Regions from separate parts of the Mus musculus genome. Here regions 2 and 3 are each linked to region 1. The links are chromatin contacts, called in public ChIA-PET and promoter capture Hi-C maps. All regions are on one chromosome and are shown on one strand. The core of a region is the stretch at or near the end of the contact, and the rest is flanking DNA. Distances in the headings are between cores, read along the strand shown. Region 1 overlaps Ext1 (exostosin glycosyltransferase 1). Region 2 overlaps Ext1 (exostosin glycosyltransferase 1). Region 3 overlaps Ext1 (exostosin glycosyltransferase 1).

What was found. ChIA-PET counts read pairs in DNA pulled down with a chosen protein or histone mark. Capture Hi-C pulls out chosen DNA fragments and counts their contacts.
Region 2: a promoter capture Hi-C map of adipose tissue shows a contact between it and region 1. The contact joins two enhancer-like sites. A contact is called at or near these places in 1 of 15 datasets of contacts at CTCF or cohesin (the NIH/3T3 cell line), 2 of 484 Hi-C or Micro-C datasets (Th1 cells and nephron progenitors), 6 of 115 datasets of contacts at active chromatin or transcription factors (bone marrow-derived macrophages, embryonic basal ganglia, memory CD8 T cells and 3 more) and 2 of 9 other capture datasets (adipose tissue and liver).
Region 3: a contact with region 1 is called in an RNA polymerase II ChIA-PET map of memory CD8 T cells, with 6 read pairs. The contact joins two enhancer-like sites. A contact is called at or near these places in 1 of 15 datasets of contacts at CTCF or cohesin (the NIH/3T3 cell line), 2 of 484 Hi-C or Micro-C datasets (cerebral cortex and nephron progenitors) and 6 of 115 datasets of contacts at active chromatin or transcription factors (bone marrow-derived macrophages, embryonic stem cells, epiblast stem cells and 3 more).

Annotation. Positions count from the first base shown.
Region 1 is chr15:53,308,338-53,313,329 of GRCm38.p6, forward strand. All of the region lies in intron 1 of Ext1 (exostosin glycosyltransferase 1), which reads right to left. Among named protein-coding and RNA genes, the nearest start is that of Ext1, 35 kb to the right of the region's middle. Within about 2 kb of position 2,819, at least 183 of the 459 cell types and tissues checked have an H3K27ac peak or open chromatin away from gene starts, as enhancers often do. A contact at or near this core is called in Th1 cells, adipose tissue and memory CD8 T cells, where this site is marked.
Region 2 is chr15:53,111,207-53,116,198 of GRCm38.p6, forward strand. The region is part of intron 1 of Ext1 (exostosin glycosyltransferase 1); the gene reads right to left. Among named protein-coding and RNA genes, the nearest start is that of Gm41323, 180 kb to the left of the region's middle. Within about 2 kb of position 1,940, at least 126 of the 459 cell types and tissues checked have an H3K27ac peak or open chromatin away from gene starts, as enhancers often do. A contact at or near this core is called in Th1 cells, adipose tissue and memory CD8 T cells, where this site is marked.
Region 3 is chr15:53,155,420-53,160,411 of GRCm38.p6, forward strand. All of the region lies in intron 1 of Ext1 (exostosin glycosyltransferase 1), which reads right to left. Among named protein-coding and RNA genes, the nearest start is that of Ext1, 190 kb to the right of the region's middle. Within about 2 kb of position 2,047, at least 70 of the 459 cell types and tissues checked have an H3K27ac peak or open chromatin away from gene starts, as enhancers often do. A contact at or near this core is called in memory CD8 T cells, where this site is marked.

The DNA.
Region 1 (4,992 bases), core at 1,569-4,068:
ATCAAAGAATCACAGGAAACAACTCTCCAGCCCCCTAAAGACACTGGAATTGTTACAGTAGCATCTCCATTTCCATTTCACAACCACCCTGTTTAATTATATATTTACACTGTTACCTAATTATCTGACCCAACAAGACTCTCACCTCCCATAAAAAGAGGCCCTTTCTCTTACTCTCCCTTCCTAGACCCCTGCCGTGGGTGACTAAACTCTCAGGACTTGTTGGCTTACCACAATTAACATTTGCAGTGCAAACGTTACTTGAAGAAAACATAACAGGAAGAGATCAAAAGCAATATGGAGACCGGTTTGTTCTATAGATGGAGGTAGCTGAACATTTTTTTTTTTTCTGTGCACCCAGCCTAATCAGTTCAACATCTGTTTGCAGGTGTGGCAGGGTGTGCGGGAGGCACTGAGCAAAATCTTTCCAGACAGCTTCCTGGTATAAGAGAGAGACAGGAAGACAGTGCTGCTGGAAACTCTTACTCAAAGAGACCTGCTAATGAATCAACCCTAGCTCAAGGCAGGTAGGTCTAAAAGGGTGAATCGGAGGTCTCTGACCTACTACTCTTGTCGACAAACCAGAAAGGCTAAGGACAAGCTTACCAAATTAGGCTGAAGTCTTATGTGCGTGGTACTATGTTTCAGGGCAGAATCCAATGGTTATCCCATCCAGCTAAGAACTTGGGAGAAACTCTATTCAGGATTTTTAAATATACATATGTAAATATTCCACCCAATAGGCCAAAGAACCAATTCATACAATAATCCTTGTAGAAATTAATGAAGAGATTCTAGTTGATTTAAGTATGCCATGGACTGTGACGTAAGTTTACATACACATCAGCTAGCTAATTGAATTTTAGGTCTCTTAGGGAGACTTAAATGAGGTAGGAGAGCATCAAAGATAAGGGAGCACTTACAAAGAGCTAGAGGGTTAACTCAGCCTGCTCCATCCACAGCATAGAACATCCACACCCATGTCAAGCCAGGTATGGCGCCCCGCACTTAGAACCTTGTACTGGAGAGGCAGAGACAGGAGATCCCTGGGGCTCACTAGGATCTAGTCATACTGCCTCAAAAAGCAAAAGGAACCTAGTGGCGGAGGCTCTCAGGAGGCAGAGACAGGCAGATTTCGGAGTGTGAGGCCAAACCAGTTGGTCTTCAGAGTTCCAAGAGAAGGGCTACACAGAAAAACTCCCGTCTTGAAAAACTAAAAAACAATGACCAAGGTAAATGGTTTCTTAGGAACAAAATCGGAAGCTAACTTACAACGTCCTTATGCACGTGTGCTCACACACACACACACACACACACACACACACACACACAGAGGAATTCAGGGAAACGTAACCAGAAATGCTTTCCTCAGTGTTCACCCTGAACGACGCCTCCCTGACAAGATCTCACCTGTGCTCCCATTCTGTGCTTTCAATGGCCCTTCCTGTACCTAAGGCTAGTGGCTTACCTCACCCAGTAGGGTTTTTCCACTGTACCCTTATATGAAGGTAAACACAAGCCCTACAAGAACCTATGGTCAGAATAACACAGGAGGTGCCTACAGAATTTGTTTCTCAACTTGCAAAATGTTTGTAACGTTTCTCTGTAAAAACACATACATACACATATACTTGGCCTTTCCAAAACAAACAAACAGGACTTCCACACATGTCTGCTTCTGCTACCCAATTTAAAACATTTCCGTTTCACCAAGAAGACAGTGAAGTGAAGCGCTAGCTTAGAAGCTACAATGACAAGACAGGAGACGGGTTAGGCCTAGTCCACCCTTCTGAGTCGGGAAGAGAGAGCAGGAGGGACGGCTGTCAGTGAAAACTGCACCAAGGAGAAAGAGGACTTGGTTCAACAAAACAAAGCATAGCATCGTGCCGGCTGTCCAAGCATGACCACCTCAATTTGTAGGCCCAGCACCTACTTATTAAAACCTCCTGTAATCCCAGAGCTAGAGAGGAGAAAAGAGCAGAATATCAACAACCAACTGGGCAGAATCCGTTGACTCCAGGTTCAACTGGAGTTGTTGACTCTCAAGCAGTACAGTCAACAGCAATTTCAGAGGCCCAGTTTTGACCAAGGGCTTCCACGTTAGCACATGCACTTGTGCACGGGAACATGTGCGGTCATAAGTAATGCACAAGCGAAATAAATAAAATTGGATCAGACTGAAGAATTTCAGAAAAAAATGGCTTAAAAACTGTATAATGTATGGCTAACGTTTATTAAGCAATTACTATATCCAAGAGCGGTATCAAACATGAGTCTTTCCATGTTTAATCTTTGAAAGACTTCTGAGGTGGGCAAGCCCAGGCATGTATGATTCTTTGGCAGCAGACAAGGTTCTAAGCTGGACCCTTTCTTCTCCGCTAACCCTTGAGCTCTCCTCCTTGAGCCCCCTCTCCCAGCCTCACCTTTTCCCACACAAGGGTAGACAAAGCACACAGGAATAAAAAGAAATTCAGAATGGGGGTTGGGCACTGAGAGAAGGTCTCAGCATGAGAGGGAGAAATTCCTTAAATAAAAGCTAGGATGAGGGACTCGGGGGAAGAAGGTTGGGGCGTAATCTACCAATAGCGAAAGTGCGTCTCTCTACGATAATCACAAAAGTTCAGGGGTTGCTCCAGACACGGTAAATCTTTGAGCGTCTTCAAAAGTCATTTTCTGTCGCAGACATTCGCCCTCTTCCCTGTTACAAAGAGAAAGGAGGCAGCGACCCATGAAGTGTCAGGAATGCATCCGAGGGAGCCCCAGCTAAGTCTCGGGGAGGCCTTTGTGCTGCTGTGAAGTTCAAAGGAATTGAGCGGCTGAGGAGTTGGAGGCAGAGCACAACTGGGAGGAGCACTCAGCGACCGAGAGAGGCTGAGCCCGGTGCCAGACCTCGCAGCGGACCTCAAAGCGTGCACTGCACCCACCCACCCACCGTCCAGCTGCTGGGGAGTCCTGGGAGAGCGGGAGGAGGGGGCATGAGCAGGGGTGGGGGTAGGGGGCAGGCGAGATTCCCTCCAGACTCCTTCGGAACTCAGTAAGCCCAGCGTTGTTCAGGGATCCCTCCAGAGGGTGAGGGGCCAAGATATTTACATTGCTCCAAAAGGAAGGGGGAGGGGGACCCACGGCTGCGAGGCTGGGAAAGAAAGCAAAAGAAAACAAACTGTCCTGGCCATTAAATATTCATGACAGCAGCCTTGCTAAGTTCTAATGGAAAGAAAGCACATAAATCCCTTTATAACTGTGTTAAATGGAAGGAAAAAAAAATGGCCGAGGGTCACAGCACAGGGCCAACTGGAAATGGATGAAACTGTAGCTCCAGAGGACCTCGAGCTCAAGAAGGCTGGCTGCCGGGGTTCTAATAAGTATTTAGTAGGTGTGGACGCTGGTGCCATTCATTCCTCCCTTCCACAATAAACCACAGCTCAAAGGGTGGGTTTTCAATTACCCTACACTCCTTGAGGGGCATTTCGTCTCTCGAAAGCACATTCCCTCAACTGGAGGGTCCTGGGTCTGTGTGGCGGAGGTTGCCGTTTTGAATCTTGCTGTACTTGGTTTAAGTCTTGAAACCATCCTGATGAAGAAAATGAAGATCCAATAATCTAATCAACGACAGATTTCCCAGTGATGCGCAAGGGAATCTTCAGCATGCAGGCTGGGGGGCTGCAGAGACCAGGCTAAGCCCAGTGAAGGAAGGATAAATAAAGGAAGCTAGCCCTAACTCATTCCAGGCCTCCTACCTTCAGAATGTGTGCAATATCCGCTACTCACACGCCAGCCTTCCGAAAGGCTGGTGGACCGTCCTAAAGAAGCAACAGGAAGGACAGGCCATGTAGCCCCGTACACTAAACCGTGTTACTAAGAACTCAGATTGCTCCTTACTTATAGGGAACAAGTAAGCTTTTGAAAGCCGAGTTGATACTTGCACAGCAGGCGGCAAATGTTCTACCTTTCTTGGTGGTTTTGGGTTTTATTAATGTAGTTTTACATCGTTTATGGGGAGGAGAGAACAAGAACACACGGTTATGCTTCAGACTGCGGCTTAGATTTATCCGTTCCCCGCTAGCATGGCTCAGGGCAGACACACATAACCCTGAAATAAACATGACACAATCCCAAAAGGTCCTTGAAGGAAAGTCAGAAGCCCTTAACACAGAGCTCCGCGACCTCAAAGGCCACAAAACCCAAACTGGGCTACTTTAGAAGTAAACACGGGGCCTGCAGGGTAGAGCGCTTGTTGTACAGGCATGAGGACCAACTCTCCAGCACCCGCGGAAAAGCAGGCGGTGGTGACGGGTCCGATGGGGGGGGGGGGGCGGCAGGATGGGGAGACTAGCAAGCGGAAGTACATAATTTCAGGACTCACAGAAAGCTGGTTCTTGCCTAAGTGGAGGGTTTCAGGTTCAGTAAAGACCTTGTCTCCAAACACTAAGAAGGATGACAGAGGAGGACACTCAGTGTGGACCTCTGGCCTCCTCGTGCACATGCAGAGGTGGCATGGGAACAAGCCCTGGTGCCCACATACTGTGCATATACTACACACATGCAGTAAATAAACAAATTATTAAAAAATGCAAAGTTTCATCGTCAGTGTTTCAGGAGCTAAATCTTACAGTCTCCATTGGATTCATCCTGCAGAAGGAATAGAATACGATCTAGTGTGATATGTGACCATCATCCATTGCAATCAATCAAGCTTAGTTATCTAGTGGGATGTGTGACATCATCCACTGCAACCAAGCTTGGTTTCCATTCTGGGGTACAGGTATCACTGGCTGCTTTGGTTCAAGTGCATCTCCCTCCTTACCTAAATACCTTACCTCCTTTACCTAAATACCTCCCTATTTACCTAATGGATTGGGGTGGGGGGAGTTTAGTGGTGGTGGTGGTGCTGTGTGTGTGTGTGTCACACGTCATGGTGGGCAACTTGATGGAGGACAACTTGCAATCGTTAGCTCTCTCTCCTTCTACCATGAGTCAAGGGAATCGAAGGCC
Region 2 (4,992 bases), core at 690-3,189, 200 kb before region 1:
ACCCTGTGGAATTCTCTCCCCAAACCAACACTTTATTAATGAAAAAAAAAAAAAAACCCAACAGTTTGATTTAAACTTTCTTGAGTAGTGCCAAATGCATAAGACAGAGGGATGGTGTGTGTGTGTGTGTGTGTGTGTGTGTGTGTGTGCGCGCGTACAAGGTCTGAGAAAATCTCCCCAGCCTTCGGTGACTGGCATCTATGTCATGGCTTGTCTCATTATACAGGTTTCTATCTCTGCCTATGAGAACTCAACTCTAGAAGCTCCTTCCTGGAAGGGAAAAAGACAATCTCCTGAAGCAGAAATACTTTCAAATCATCCATCTCCTAAGAAACTTTGTCTAAAACCATGGCCCTCTACTTTCCGAAGTCTGTGACCCTTTAATATAGTTCCTTATGTTGTGGTGACCCTAAACATAAAGTTATTTCATTGCTACTTCATAACTGTAATTTTGCTACTGTTGTAAATTATAATGCAAGTATATTATATGTGACCTCCGAAGGGTTTGAGGCCCACAGGTTGAGAAACACTGGTCTAGACTATGGAAAAAACACTTCTGATACAACAATAAGAGAATCCAATGTAAACATGGGCTAACAATTTGAACTGATATTTTTCCCAAAGAAAATGAATAAAGCACCAAGAAGAACACAGGAAGATACTGAGTATCGTTAGTCATTGAAGGAACGGAAATCAACCCAAAACACAAGGAGGTGCCACTTGCTCCCTGCAGGACAGTGTATGATCTAAGAGGACACATGAGAACAAGCACAGATAGAAACATGGAAAACAAGAAAAACAAGAGCTCTTCCTTGGGGGCTACAATGAGAGGAAAATGGTAAGGCTGTTTTGGGGACAATCTGGCAGTTCCTTCTCAAACTAAAAATGGACTTTTCATATGACCCAGCACTGTACTTAGGCATTTATCCCAGAGAAATGAAGGCATTTTTACATAGGAGAACTGTCCACAAATGTATACACTGGATACCCTTCCAAGTATGAATGAGGCAAGATTGTGGTATACACATAGCCTAGATCACTTCTCAGATGAATAAAACATAATGAAGTAAAAGAACACGGATCAAACTACTTAAGTACACAAGGACCTCGAGGATGCTAATGCCGAGTCCAAAGCCACCCTCTAAAGGGTACACACTACATTGCTCCATTTTCATAACACTTGTGACAGCATATAACGACGGGGCCGGAGAACGGAGTAGTCGCTACCATTGGTTAGAGGTGGGGGAGACAGACTTTATAGGTCAAGTGGGGAGACAATCTTCTAAAGTAGACCAGTTCATCTTATTAAGTCAGGAGATGTAAGACATGCTATAATCACATACAACTTAAAACACACACACACACACACACACACACACACACACAGTGAGACAGGAGAGGTATCAACTGCTTTCAGAGAATTTGCAGCTTCAGCTGGTAAACCAGTTGTCTCCCCTTTGTGGCATTACAGTCCACACTCCAGAGGTAATGATGCAGGAGATAGAAGAGCCTTTCTAAGTGGCTCCACAGAAAATGTGCAATAAAAACGACATGACCCTGACTTTAACCTGGAAGCCAGTACCATGCAATAGGTATAATAGTTTTCTTCCTAGAGTTGTACTGAATAAGGTACAGAATATAACCCCATTTCAGATATGCTATGGAATGTTATTTGAAGTCTTCCCTCACCACATAAGATGACTCACTAATAGTGAGTCAGTGTGACTAGGCAAGGGAGACAGAGTGGTTCATACCATTCCACCAAGTGTTGTCCCTGCCACTTGTATCACCTGTGGTACCAGGGAACTGCACAGATCTCAGGATCACCCAGGCCTGCTGAATCCAGAACTCTTGGGAAAGAGCCTTGGATTCTATGTGAGTCCATTGTAATGCCCAGTACATTTTGTGCAGCAGGGAACTGGTAGCTAAAAACTTAGTAAACAAGAGCTCAGTGGTCAAGCAGCCAAACCTGGGTTCACAGTCTATGCTTACCATCCACAAACTGGGCAATCTTGGGAAATACTAATTTGTCTGGGCTTAGTTTCCTGGTTCATCCAAAGGGGTTGATCCTTCTACTGACCTGACCAAATGATACATTCTTTTCTTTTTCTTTTTAATTTCTTTTCTCCCTAGACAGGGTTTCTCTGTGTAGCCCTGGCTGTCCTGGAACTCACTTTGTAGACCAGGCTGGCCTTGAACTCAGAAATCCGCCTGCCTCTGTCTCCCGAGTACTGGGATTAAAGGTGTGCACCACCACGCCCGGCTTCCAAACGATACATTTTAATTAAAGTACAGCACCTTATGAGCATTTCTGCAAAAGATAGCTGTAATCACTTCAGCTGAAGGGAGCCAGCAGATTATCAGAAACACAGGCAGCTGTCAATGAGGAGACCTGGGCTGAAGAATCTGGAGTGTGGCTCTCCTGCGAGACCCCCATGCACATCTCTTAGCTTCTGTCAGTCTCAAAGCTGTGAAGCTCAAATGAAATTATGTACATGCAGTATAATCAGGAAAGTAGTATGCAATTGCAGGTTATTATGGCAAATTATATCAGAAGGAATGGAATAAACATTTTTTAAAAACTACCAACAATGAAAAAAACAAAAAAACAGTTTTGCAAAGACAGCCAAGAGACAAACGAGGAGCAGACCCGTTAAAAGAAAATGAAAGCAGAAGCCGCAGCTCCCCACACAGCAGCAGTGTGTAGTTTAAAAGCTTTCTCCTCATCAGAAGCTGTACAAGGAAGGAAGCCGCTGCTGTGGCTTGCTGTCTTCCCAGGGTTCCCACAGATCCTCTCTCACAAGCACGTTGGCCAAATGATCCTGCTTTTTCGCTAGCCACAGTGGACAGGCAAGAAGCCAGCAATGAGCCTCTAATCTTCAGACTCACACAATTCCAGGCTGCCTGAGGTGATAGTTTGTCTCGAGTATTTACTTATGAACTGGGTGAACATCACAGCTGCTCTTTTTCTGCCAGCCCCGTCCCTTCTAAGTAATGATTCTTCTCTGTTTATACCCAGATTTGAGTCACATCTCTTATGAAAAAAAATCAGAAAGCTAATACTTGGGGTGGCTGAAGTTCCAGAGTGCCCTGTGATGAGGAAAAGGAAATACAGACTAGTGCATCTCTGTTCTTGGATGAGTGTGTGAGTGCGTGTGTGCCATCCACATGTTAGGTCCGTCTTAAGAAGATCGTGGTCCAGTGAAAACACTGTGAAGTTGTCAGATGTTCATATGGAAGCGGGGGGGGGGGGGCAGGGAAGATAAGGCATGGGTGGCTACAGAAGGCATTGGTGAGGAAGATGAGAACAGGGATGTGTATCTCGAAGATTTCCAGGACTCTTTGCTAAGCACTGATGACGGAGCAAGAGCTACAAACACTGGAAGATGGGCATTTCTAGGCTAATGGTAGTCCATCAGGATCAAAGGGTCCATGGGGAGGGAAAACACCCAATTTGGAGTGGGTCAGGAATGGTTAAAGAGCTCAGGGCAGGGGGAGGGGGTTAAGGAGATGATAAGCTTGCTACCTCCTGGAGCTCAGACATTATTCCATGAGAGTGAATCTGAGTCACTGAAGAACTCAAGCGAAAGAATGACAGGATCCCAGAAGTATCCCACCAACCATACAGCTCAACTTCATGGGCAGAGGTGAAATGCTGAAAATGTAAGAAGGCCCCAACTCTTTTCTTTAAACAATGCTGCTTCTGGTCAGCCCACATGGCGTCATATGTCTGAAGACATACAATTCTCATTAAGAAAATTAGTGAGCAGTTCATCTCTGACCTCTTCAACGTGCAACTGCCCTTTGTAGGACTCTCTCCTCAAAACTTCCCTCCAGGTGACTTGTGTGTGTGTGTGGGGGGGGGGGGCATCCTCTGTTGTTTTCTAAGCCTGTTTCCGATACCCTTTCCTAAGTCCAGATAAAATGTTTAAAATTTCAATTACTTTTGAGAAAAGAAATCTTAAAGGTCAGGACATGGGATCGCACAAAATTGATCCGTGGCACTGACTGAACTGAGAAACGTGAATTGGGAGTTGGAAAATGGTTCCAGCTGGCCACTGTACTGTCTGGGTTCTTTTGACAACATGGCACAGAGAAGTATGGGTCCCAGGGGTCATGGAGGATCTGTTGGACTTGTGGGAATTGCTGGCTGATACACACCCACAAGTGTGCACAAAGCTGAGCTGCTTCATACACGTCAATCAGTTCTTCAAATACGTGGAACTGCACTCTGAATGTGATCGATCAGAGTGGCGACAGTCTTAGGGAAAGCCAGCAACTCCCCTGCAGTAAAGGTTGCTACTTAAAGGTGGTGCAATTCCTTGCCCTGAATATTCAACAGGCAACCAACCCACCAGTCACAAGCTATATCAAAGGTATCACTTCCTTTGTGATCTCGGTGTGATGTTGCCAATTCTAGGCTCTCCATTGCAGACAGGATGTTTGTACAAAACCAAGGGCAGACAACTTACATGCATTCTTTCATACTTCCTGGCTTCAAACAGAAGACAATTTTCATTCTATGCCAACTTAAAATCTTTCACTACAGGAACAGGAGGAGGGAGGTGGCATGCTGTGGGTGAAGGTCCCAGTGAGAGGTACTTAATTCTCATGTGTATCACCATGGGCATAGGTTTGATACATCACTACATAACATATATTGACACCTGACTTCCACCACAGGGGAAAGAGATGACTGCCATCAAATATGCTCTTAAACACATTGGGTCATAGCCCCTGTTGACTCTAATCTTTCCCATTGCATCTTTATCTTGAATGATCACTGGCAGTTCAGAACTGTAATGTGGTAATCAGTACTCACATATATTAATAGATATAGCATGTACTGAGTATATATTGTATTATGTTTATATATATCTCAAAGAGGTAGAAAACCATCATGGTGGAACATGCCTTTAATCCCAGCACTTGGGAGGCAGAAGCAGATGGATCTACATTGTGGGTTCCAGAATAGTAAGGACTACATAAAGA
Region 3 (4,992 bases), core at 797-3,296, 150 kb before region 1:
CCCTTCGCACAGCAGCAAAGTCAAATCCAAAAGAAAAATATTAAAATCCAACTTGGCTTTAGGGATTTGGGGAGGTAGATAAGTTCAGGCTCTTATCTGGGCTTTAGCACAAGATTCCTTCTCTAAAGTCTCCTTAATTACATCCAGAGAAAGAGCAGGCACAAAGAGAATAACTGCCCTCTAAACCCACGGCCTTCAGTGAAGGGCTCACACTCACAGGTTGCATCCCCACAGGAGAAAGACGCTGTTCTATACTTGCCTCCTTGCCTCCTTGGGTGGCAACCTGCAAGGTCCTGCCCACACCAGACTTCTCACCTTGTTTCCTGTCACTCCCATTTGCTCAGCATCTTCCTTGCTTCAAATGTGCCCCAATTTCCCTGCTGGGCAAATACACTGTATCTGTCAACTGGAAAGAATGCTTGACTTCGGCCATGTTTCCATTAGGCCAAAAATCAGCAGACAGTTAAGAACCGAACAACTGCAACAGACTTCATCTGGCTGTCCTAGCTAAACAGAAGCATTTCATCGGTAATCTACAGCCTGTGTAAATGCTCAGGGTCTAAACAAGAATACTAACACCCAGCAGTGCACAGAGCATACATACTGCCCTGCCCAGGGGAAGTGATTTCAACCATGGCTGGTGGTCACCTAACATAGGGTGTGACAATCTTACTGAAAAGGGAGAAACCTAAAGGCCCACTCCACTGGACTGTTTCATCCATAAGCTGTCTGCTGTGCTGCTTGCCTGTGCCCTAAACCTGTGCTAGGTACCCACCCCTCGTATGATCTCAGCCAACAACTGTTAACCATCTCTGTAAGTCTCACTGGCTAAGGAGCTACAGCCCAACAGCAGACATGTTTCAATCCCAGATCCACCTTTCCAAGAGGGTCACGAGCCTTTTCAAGCCTCAATTGTGCTTGCTCTGTGTGCATGAACATAGCACAGAAGGCTTTTTATGAGATACTACTAACCATGATTTATTGTAAAGGAATGTTATTATTATTTTTATATCAAATTTATAAATAACAGTAAATGTCATCTAAAAAAACAAAGTGAGGAAGGGATTCCATAATGTGACTTCATGTGTGTTCATGTGTTTGGTTTTTGTATTCATTGGGTTGAGTTTGTGTTCTTTACTTTTGTGGATTTTTAAAAATTTTTTATTTTATTAGTTAGTTAATTTTCTAGTACTGGGGATTGAACCCAGGGTCTCAGGCATGCTAGACAAACATCCTCCCACTGAGCTATTTTCCTAGCCCTGAAGTTTGTTTTGTATCCTCTTAGATACATGATCTTGAACTGTAAAGACCTTTGAGCTTCAAACTCATCAGTACAGACCTTACAGGTGTGTACTGAGTTATTTGGTTCCACACATGGTCTTTAGGTAGCAGCTGCTGTGCCCTACTCTCCTATCTTACAGAGAAAAAGGACACATGCAGAATGTCCAGGACTCTTTAAGAAGCAAGGCTTCAAGTTAGCAGTATGCACCCAGGCCTTTATGCCCCAACCAGAGACTCTGTCTGATGACCTTCATGTCAGAAGACACAGAGCAGGGCATGGGGGCACACATCTGGAACTGTACCCACTCAGAAGCTGAGAGAAGCTGAGGCAAGATGTAGCTCCATAAAACGGCTCCATGTTGGGGTGGGGAATGAAGGAATGTGCCTGTGCCTCTGAGAGATCCCAGGCACACTGTCCCAAATATTGTCCTGTGACTAAGGTTTGCAAACTCACCACTTTTCTTGTTCCAATCTTGCAAACTGAGTGGTTAGACAGAGTTAGGGACTTCAAAGCCACGGGTAGTGGTATTCTCAGAAATTCAGCCCACTGATCAGAATTGTGGTTGCTCCAAGACCATGTCTGGCACTTTTAGATGCCACTCTTATGTAATTATGCCTTCATGGCAAAGTGAAGCCTAACTTCCCTTGCCGCTGCCTTTTTTTTCTGGGTTTTGTCAAATGTGTGAACAATGTGACACAGGAAGTGGGCCACCAGACACTTCCTATGCCAGCCTAGGAAGCCACCGAAAAACACCCTGTCTGTCCTTGTCAAGCAGAGATGTATGTGAAGGGGAAATCCCTAAAACAAGGCCAGGCAGTCAGGGGCTCCAGTTCTGTGTTACCTCACTGCCATTTAATACGTTAGAGGGTTTTTACATCACCCACTAACACCAATCTGCAGAAGCAAACGAAAGATGAGCAAACACAGCTCTCCTGAGCTGGGGAAATGACACCAATCAGATCAGCAGAGAGCCAGGAAACGACTGTTTTTTGCCAGTTCTTGATTTGTTTTGATTCAAAACAACTGGCCCCCAAATGTTTTCCTGTTCTGCCCTCCAAATCTAAAGCTGGAAGAAAATGAAGGGATTGATAATAAAGCTTTCACTATGATGGGGGAGGGGAGGGGGAGAGTGTAGAGGCAATCTGAATCAAAAAGGCCATTTACTCTCCTGTTTTTGAATACATTTGTTCTGTTCTGATAAGTGCACATTTACACTGGAGAGAAGATGGTTTTCAGAATAGGCACCTACTAGGATTAAATTTACATTCTCTGTTCAAATACAGGCACACACATTTTAAACTGACAGGGCTAGGTGTTAGGTTCACACTGGCAAACATTCAAAGGTAAGTTGTTTCAAGGAACAAATTTTGTAACTTCCAAAGCTTAAAAAATAAATAAATAAAATTTTCTGCTATTCACTTTAAGATTAGCGGGACCCCAAGACAGAAGTGACCAGTTTTAATGGCAAAGCATTCATGACATATCTTGCCATACTTGATAACCTGCACAGGTCTGACTAAGCCCAGTAAGAGGGACTGAAATCTGTATGTATAAATAATTAGGCAAAATGAGCCTGGAGATGCTCTGAGATTTGCCTGGTGACAAAGTCACAGTGACAGCTTGTTAACGTGTTCATTGAACATCACAAGCTCCACAAGAGTGGCTTTGGAAAGGATCAAGTGGGTTCCTACTGGGCAACACAGGGAGCTTGTGTTCAAATGCTCCATAAGTCAACGAATCCTACACAACGAACAGAGGAGGCTGCAGATCATACCTCCAAGGTACACCAGGCCTGTGTTTGCAAGAAGCAGAGAGATGAATGAAATTCAAGGGAAATCAAAGTTTATCTGCTGTCAGAGGGTTGTGGTTGGTTGGTTGGTTGGTTGGTTGGTTTGTTTGTTTTGATGATGCCACCTTTGGAACTGAGGAGTCAGGAAAGTATACATTTAAGGAAAAAACTATCACTTTCCACGTGGCAATTTGAAGATGGAGAATTCCATGTCCAGACATACTTTTGTTTATTTCAGAGGTGCTGATCTCTAGCCAACGTAGAGTTCAATGAGCAGTCAATGAGGTTCAGTTCAGCCAGTGCAAAATGGAAGCAGCGAGGCCATTGGAAGGTACTCACTGGATATTAGGGGATGGCTTCCAGGATCATGGATCCTAGTAGGGTAAGCCTAAGTGTTCGTGTGTGCATTGTGTTCCATGGGGACAAGGAGGAACAGGAGGAAGAAGAGGAGGAAAGACCTGGCAGGAGACAGAGAGATGGACAGACATGACATGTGGCCTAAGCAAAGGTCCCTAGGCTGAGGGAGACAGGAATGCCTCTCCGTGAAGGTCTATGATATTTATACAGGCTATGCACTTTTCACATGGACAGCTGGAACAAGGAAGCTCTTCACACTGTTGTATAAAAGCAAGTTCAAACACTTTAGTAGTAGGATTACTGTCTGGAGGAGACCACCTGGGCTAGGTGGCTCAATAAACTCATTCCAATTCATAACTAAGAATGGACAGAGATACAGGACCTAAAATTACCATTTACATCCTCTGTTAGAGGATGTTGGTGACCTCAAGTTCAATTCTGGGGTTGGGATCTACTCTGCCTTGCAATCCCTCCCAACACTGACACATGGAGAAAAACCAGCACATTTGGCCAACACACAGCTACTAAGCTGAGGCAACTCATGTCCTGGGGCAGGAGAGACCCACACTCCATCTGGCAATCTGCTGCCTACCTAGGCCCCTGGTTTCACAAGCCTGGTGAGGATCATTCCCGCTAGCAATTTACTCATTTAGTGGCTAGCTGAGCCCGAGGAGGAAAAGGGCAGAAGAAGAAAAGGAGAGCTGGTTATCGACAAAGCCCTGGCAACCTTTCTGTCGGTGCCCACTGTTTCTTAAGCATTTGACATTCTTTTCTTTTAGTTATCAGCCCATGTAGGGAGCGGGGTCAAGCGTAGGTCTAGCCAACTCGACAGTCCTTTCCTCTACAAGCCGAATTCTACAATTCCTACTGAGAAGTGCATTTGTGTGACTCTGTGCACAGACCCTGCCCTTATAGAAAGCAGCCAGCACTGGTCAAAAGCACAGGCAAAGCTTCAATTCTGGTCGGCAAGAAATGCACTCTACAGGGTGAGAGCCCCATTTATTTACCAAGGACCTCCTTCGCAAAACCAGAGTGTGGACTTCCAGAACACTTGGCTGCTCACCAGCATCACCAGGTCAGGCCAGGAAAACAGTAACAAACCTACCAGGCAAACAGTATAGAGACCTAAGGTAGCCTTCAGCCACCCTGTACAAAGAGGAGAGATGACACTGAAGCAGGACGGTGCGGATTTTCTTTCAACCCATTCCCCTCTCCTCTCTGTAGCAACCCTGGAGCTGCTCAGGCTTTTGATATCATACACTTATCCTTCAGCATTGTCAGTCAGGACAAGAGACATTGCAAATGAACTCAACTATCTGAGCACAGGAAATTCCTTTTTTAAAAAAAAGTCTGTAGGCGTTCCTTGGTTTTTCCCATCAACTCTCTAACTTACAAAGAGGAGTTTATTTATTTTTACTCCACAAGAAACATAGTCCTAGGATCTGTGAGCATTATCACCAAGCTAAACAGGCAACACTGTCATAAATCATGCATTCCTCCCATCTGTATTTATTAAGCTCTTAATATGCAGGCAGCAATGAGTTTGTCTAAATCTGTGCCCAGC